2 separate regions of the Pan troglodytes genome follow, and region 1 is linked to region 2. A link is a contact called in public HiChIP or PLAC-seq data. All regions are on one chromosome and are shown on one strand. The core of a region is the stretch at or near the end of the contact, and the rest is flanking DNA. Distances in the headings are between cores, read along the strand shown.

Region 1 (3,433 bases), core at 296-2,795, 320 kb after region 2:
ATCTCTCTCCTGTTCCTCTCCATGAAAGTGTGGCTGAAGAGTGCAGCGGGCACCTAGGTTCTAGTTCCAGCTCTGCCCCAACTCAAAAATCACTTGCGGAACATCTGCTGAACACAATTTTCTGTGACTCTTTCTGTCTCCCACCCAGGCACACCCTCTTGAATCCTGCGGTTCCCAACCTGGAAAGCCTTCCCACCTGTCAGGTCCCACAGATACAGCAAGCCCTCCCTCTCTCAGCACATAAGAAGGCTTTAACTGGGGTCAGTGTTTCACACACCCAGAGGAAAAGCCCCTCTTCAAGCCACGTCTTCCAAACCCTCAGCCAGGCCCTTCCACGCCTCCAAACCCACATACTGAGGTGATCCAAAGGCAGCGCAGGGAGAAGAAAAGCTTGTTGACAGACCACCCACGGAGGGCTGGAACTAAACCTGCTCATGGAAAGGGCTTGCCAGGGGTTGGACACCACAGCAGGAGCCAGAGAGACTTCCCTTCTAGCCTGGCTTTGCCAAGATCTCCCTGTGCACTTGGCAGGTTTCTTTCTGGCTCCCTCTTAGGATCCAAATGCACAAATCAAGAAGCTTGAACTCGGCCAGGCGCGGTGGCTCACGCCCAGCACTTTGGGAGGCCGAGGCAGGTGTATCAACTGAGGTCAGGCGTTTGAGATCAGCCTGGCCAACATGGTGAAACCCAGTCTCTACTAAAAATGCAAAAATTAGCCAGGCGTAGTGGCGGGCCCCTGTAATCCCAGCTACTGGGGATGCTGAGGCAGCAAGAATCGCTTGCACCCGGGAGGCGGAGGTTGCAGTGAGCCGAGATCGCACCACTGCACTCTTGCCTGGGAGTCAGAGCGAGACTCCGTCTCAAAAAAAAAAAAAAACAAAAAAACCCAAAAACTCTAAGCTCTCCAGATCCCCTTGGCCATTACACTCTGCGATTCCAAAGTCCTCAACCCCTGGCATCCCACTGGTTGTCACGCTTGCGTTTTCGCATTCCAATAGGCAGCAATCCTGAGATTCTTTGGCACAAAGCAAAACTCCTCTTTGACCCAGTGAGGGAAAGGCCTTCCACCACCTGCCTTGACACTACCGTTTCCTTTCTTCCCCCGTGCTCTACCTGGCTCAGAAAGTGCGGAATATCTTAGGGCAAGGAGAGATTCTGGAGAGTTACACATCTGCTCTGCCCGCCCCATCCCCTGTCCCTCGGCGGGTCCGGCGGCTGAAAGTGCCGCTGCGAGTACCCTCAGGCCGCGCCCATCCCATTACGCTCCGGCAGTCACCTGGAGCCGGAAGCGCTGCGCCGCCCTGTCCATGTTCTCCAGGCCCGCTTGCTGCCTCTGTCGCGCCCGGACCACCGCGCCCCGCGCCGTCCGGCGCCCGGACCAGCGCAGGGCCACGGCCGCCGCCACGAAGCAGCAGGCCAGAGCGACCCCGGAGGCCCCAGGCAGCGCGGCCCACAGCTCGTACTGCACCATGATCCCTTCAGCCTGCTGCTGCCTACCGCGACATTTGAAGCCGCCGCACGCGCAGCCCGCCCGCTCCGCCGCAAAACCCGGACTGGATCAGCCGGGATCCCACGCCCGCCGGCGCGGGGAAGCGCGCCAGAGCCTAGAGGCTATCAGAGGCGGCCCGCCTGGCATCGCCCCCAGCGACATCCCGCTCCCCGCCAAGCCGAGCAGGCGGGTGGGGAAGGGCGACTGTTTCGCGTGGGCGACCTCCCAAGCTTGAGTTTAGCACCGGTTGGGCACCACAGCCCCGGCCGGCCTCTGCCCCCTGCACCCCAGAGCCCCAAATGCTGAAGACTGCGCCCCAGCCGGAGCCCCATGCCAGACATGCCAGCTGTTAGATATGAGTTCTAAATTTATCTTAAAAGAATCAATATGTCAGTATCTTCAATTCTTTGCCTTCTACTTTTAAACTTAACTTCCTCATAAAGCAACATTTTTCGATTACCTGCTCCTCCCTCACTCATTCTTCACCGTGGTTCATTCCGATTTCCTGCTCTGCGGTAACCATTTTTCCCGCCAAACCACTCACCCCCTCACTGTCTTTAAATTAGCCAATCGGAATTAGTTTAGCCTATAGGTCTAACCCTAGCCAACAGGGGAAGGACACAGCATCAGGAATCACGTGGGTCAGGCATAAGAACCACCTTCCCCTCCCTTGTCCAGGTGTGCGCTCACCTTTGCTCCGTCTGTGAGGGCGCACCCTTCTATAGAAGTAAATTGCCTTGCTGAGAAGAAAAAAAAGAAAATTTTATATTCGAATGCTATTTCTTTTGCGTCACTGGGGGGAAACTTTATTTATAACAATTTGGGGGCTTGCTCGTGATTACATTCCCCTTCAGGGGCAGTCTCTGGTTCTCTCTCCTGAGGAAGTATGCCCCACCCTCTTGTGATGGCCTCAGGGGTGAGAAATCAGGACTCACCCAGTGCAAGAAATAACCTGAGCTCTCAGCAATGCGAAAAGAAACCAGCAGGCAACCTAGGGTAAAGCATCCTCACACACTGCAGAGACAACTCTGTGCACAGACAAAGGAAGAAGCCGAGGGAGCCGGTAAGGTACTTCCTTGGTGGTCAAATTCTGGAGGGCTAAATGTGTGTGTGTGTGTGAATGATCACAAACAACCCTACCTGTGGTGTTGTTCGTGTGGATGATGGCAAGTCCTACTGCTGGACGGAGTGAGTGGGTCCTCTCCACGTTTCCGTAGCTACCTCATATGGCTTAGGGAGGATCCTGCGGTGGGATTTCTACCGGAATGCCAATGCTGAGGGGGGCCTAATTCTCCCTCGGGGGAGCAGCCAGAGAGGACAACACGAGTGGGAAGTCTGCAAAGGACCTTCAGAGGGGGAAAGGGAGGAAACAGGTCAACCTTCCAGGGCAGCAAGACAAGACACCCCCTGGTTTAAGGGGTTGAGGCTTCCAGGAAAGCAAGGCAAGACACCCACTGGTTTGAGGGGTTGAGCCTTCCAGGGCAGCAAGGCAAGACACCTCCTAGTTTGAGGGGTTGAGCCTTCCAGGGCAGCAAGGCAAAACACCCCCTGGTTTGAGGGGTTGAGCCTTCCAGGTCAGGCAAGGCAAGATACCCCCTGGTTTGAGGCGTTGAGCCTTCCACAAATTTCAGGGGATCAAAAACCTCACACAAACCTCCGGTAGTAAGAAAAATATTCAGAATTCCCCTTTCCTTTCTTCTGGGGAAGAAAAAGTAGCTGCACTCCTGACGGTCCCTTCCCTAGGGGAAGGGGAAGGAGAGGGGAGAACAGCAGCATAAGCAGCTGGCAGAGGCAGGGAAAGACCAGCAGAGAGGAAAGAGAAACTGGGAGAGGAAGTTGGAGAGAAAGAGAGAGGCAAAGAGAGAGAAAGAGAGGCAGAGAGAGAAAGAGACAGAAAGAAGCCAGGCGTGGTGGCTCATGCCTGTAATCCCAGCACTTTGGGAG
Region 2 (3,354 bases), core at 174-2,673:
GGACTGTAACAAACTGCTCTCCTGTGTTCCTCACTCTCCCCCCACTTTTTTCTACAAAGTAGCCAGAGTAATTTTTTCCTTTATTTTATTTTATTTTATTTATTTATTTATTTATTTTTGAGACGGAGTCTCGCTCTGTTGCCAGACTGAAGTGCAGTGGCGCAATCTCGGCTTGTTGCAACCTCCGCCTCCCGGTTTCAAGCCATTCTCTTGCCTCAGCCTCCCAAGTAGCTGGGATTACAAGCGCGCACCACCACGCCCAGGTAATTTTTGTATTTTTAATAGGGACAGGGTTTCACCATATTGGCCAGGATGGTCTCCATCTCCTGACCTTGTGATCCGCCCACCTCAGCCTCCCAAAATGCTGGGATTACAGGCGTGAGCCACCGCGCTGGCCCAGAGTGATTTTTTTTTTTTTTTTTTACGGAAAAGCCAGAGTATGCTACCTCTCAGCTTAAAGCCCCCAGTGCTTTCCCAAAGTCCTTTCAGTGATCCATAAGGCCCTAAAGCCCTTGCCTCATGCTTCTCTGACCTCATTTCCTATTACTCTGCTCCTTGCTCTTCTGGTCCAGCCACAACAGGTCTTCCTGGTCATTCCTTCCTGTAGCCACTGCACAGCTCATTCCCTCACCTCTCCTCCGATAAGCTGACTAAATGTTCCCTTTTCACAGAGGCACTCCCCATCACCTGACCGTGTTTCAATTTTCATCATAACACTTATCACTTCCTGACATTTAATATGTTTGCCTATTGTTGCTCTCCTCCCTCTAGAGTATAAATAAACTGCAGGAATAGATTGGCAGATAAGATACACGATGCTCAGTTAAACTTGCATTTCACATACACAATGAATAATTTTTTAGTGTGAGGATGTCCCAGATGTTGCATGGGATGTCTTAATGCTAAAAAATTGTTTGCTGTTTCTCTGAAATTCAAACTTTACTGGGTGTCCTACATTTTTATTTGCTAAATCTGGCAACACTATACAGGAAGACAAGGACCCTGGTTATTTTGTTCATGGCTGTATCCCCAGCGCTAGAACAGCTCCTGACACGTAGTAAGTAAGCTCTCAATAAATATTTATTGACTGAATGAATGTGTTAATTAATCTGAAACGCGCCTAAACTTTTAACAGCCTGTGTGAGAGTCAGAGAGGCGGAGCCTTCAGACTTGGTTAGTCCAGGGGGCCTGGGCGGCTGATGAACTTTCGAAGTAGGTCGAGCAGCCGGGCGCTTAGCCTGCCCCGCCCGCGCTCCGCAGGATGCAGGACTCCACCCGGCTCAGGTTCGCAGCAGGTCCCGGAAGCCCTCCTGGGGGCGGGGCCACCCTAATCGGCAGGTGGGACCCAGCCCCAGCCGGGGCAGGGCCCCTTTAACGCCCGACCTCTCCGCCACGACTTTCGCCCCGGCGTGACGTCACCCCAGCGGGCGACCAATGGGAGTGCGGCTTACTGGCAGGCGGCGCAGGCGGCCGCTGCCAAAGGGGAAGTGATCTGGGGCTGGAGCGATGGCCCGGGGCTGGAGCTCGCGGCCGCCGCCGCCGCCGCCGCCACCACCAACGCCAACAACAACGTGTCGGGAGCAGCCGCGGCCGAAGCCGGAGCAGGGGCCGGAGTCGCGGCTGGAGTGGGGCCTGCGCGTGTGAGTGGCCGAGAGTTGCCCGTGCCGGAGACCTCAAACTCCGGGCGGGAGCGCTTTCGGTCGGCGGAGCCGCCGTCGCCCGCGGCACCGTGTCCCCAAGGCCCAGACAGCGGGGCGGGGGTCTAGCAGGCGCGGGACTGGCTTCTCTCAGGCCGACCCTTCGAGCCGGGCTCCGGATCTTCCTCGGCCTCGGGCCCCCTTCACGTTCAGGACGGAGGCCGGAGAACGGTGATCATCACACACCCCAGCCGGCTTCCTGGCCCGGGCATTTTCTCTGCGGCCAAGCAGTGTTTGGATTGTAGCTGCTGGGAGCCCCCTCCTGCCGCCACCTCTCCTGCAAGGAAGGGACTGACGCGTTCCCACTTTCTTACTCTGCACCTCCCCACTCTCTTCCCATTCAAGAACGAGTTTCTCTTCCCTCTCCATTGGAAATCCTGCTCCGGAGGTCCAAAACACGTATTTTAAGCGTGCCCTTCCTCACCTCCTGGAGCACCCTTAGAAGTATTGCCTACTTATCCGGGCTGAGAATCCTTCATTTTTGACCTGGCTTTTTTTTCGCCCTTTGGGAGATAAAGGTCCCTCTCCACCCTCTACTAACACTCTGCACCCAAGGCCTTATCCTTTGGGGTCACCAGCTCCTTAGCCATTTCTATGTGATTTCCCCCACCCATCTGAGTTCCAGTTTCCTCTGGGCTCCAATCTCCAGTCCCTGGCGGATCTGGTCAGTCCCACCCCTAGGTGGGAGTGACCAGGGGGCTCTGGCCCAGGATTCCCAACCCTGGAAGGCAGCTCCAAGGCAGGAAGAGAATTGGGCGTCGGGTACGAACCTGGCAGCTCAGGAGTCGGGGCTCCACTCACCCCACACAAAAAGATGAAAAAGCGCAAAGAGCTCAATGCATTGATTGGTTTGGCTGGGGACAGCCGGAGAAAGAAGCCCAAGAAAGGCCCAAGCAGTCACCGCCTGCTTCGCACTGAGCCTCCCGACTCAGACTCTGAGTCCAGCTCCGAAGAGGAAGAGGAATTCGGTGTGGTTGGAAATCGCTCTCGCTTTGCCAAGTGAGTAGTGGTGAAAGGTGGAATGGGAAGAAGGCATCTCCTTGCACTACCAAGGGGCCACATTGACAGGAAGGAGAAAGGAAGTCCTTAGGAAGAAAAAAGGGTGTAGGCCTTGGAAGTCAAAGAGGGAAAAACGGTTTTAGGGAGAAGGTAAGTTCAGATCCTGAATGAAGAATAAGTTAGAGATCTGTCTTTAGGTGTAGAAAGAAAAGCTCCAAATCTGAGGTGGAAATGTGGACTTGGAGAATGTGCCAAGAGCCCAGGGAGTCCTAAAGAAGCAAAGAATGGAGACAGAGGAGCAGAGAAGCTTTGGGGACTAGACTTTTTAAAACAGTGTAGAACAAAGGAGAAGCAGAGACTTTAAGACTGCAAATTATTTCGTTTTTGCACTCTTGATGAGTCTGAATATTGGTGGTGGGGAAATATGGTGAGAGAGATACTGTAGGAAGTATGAGCCTTGAGAGTAGGTGGGGTGGGGGGGCAAAAGAAGAGGCATCATTTTCCCTAGCCATTCATAGGTGGAGAGACCACTAGGCAAATCAAGTAGTAAGATTTGAGGACATTGGGATTGGGGCTCAGGATGGGAAAGGACTAAAGGGAACTTTAAAAGAGTCCTTTGACTCTCTCAGAGCACACTAAAAGAAAAGAGGATTCTGCT

The links. HiChIP or PLAC-seq counts read pairs in DNA pulled down with a chosen protein or histone mark.
Region 1: an H3K4me3 HiChIP or PLAC-seq map of stem cell-derived excitatory neurons shows a contact between it and region 2, with 5 times the contacts expected there. The contact joins the promoter of FAAH here to the promoter of EFCAB14 in region 2. A contact is called at or near these places in 1 of 7 Hi-C or Micro-C datasets (stem cell-derived neural progenitor cells) and 1 of 1 datasets of contacts at active chromatin or transcription factors (stem cell-derived excitatory neurons).

The regions. Positions count from the first base shown.
Region 1 is chr1:184,565,756-184,569,188 of NHGRI_mPanTro3-v2.0_pri, forward strand. It overlaps FAAH (fatty acid amide hydrolase), which reads right to left and starts at 1,546. Exons shown (of 15, transcript XM_001161208.4): 1 at 1,277-1,546. The coding sequence starts at 1,471. All of the region lies in intron 7 of NSUN4 (NOP2/Sun RNA methyltransferase 4), which reads right to left.
Region 2 is chr1:184,241,490-184,244,843 of NHGRI_mPanTro3-v2.0_pri, forward strand. EFCAB14 (EF-hand calcium binding domain 14) reads left to right here and starts at 1,424. Exons shown (of 9, transcript XM_016962440.4): 1 at 1,424-2,696. The coding sequence starts at 2,512.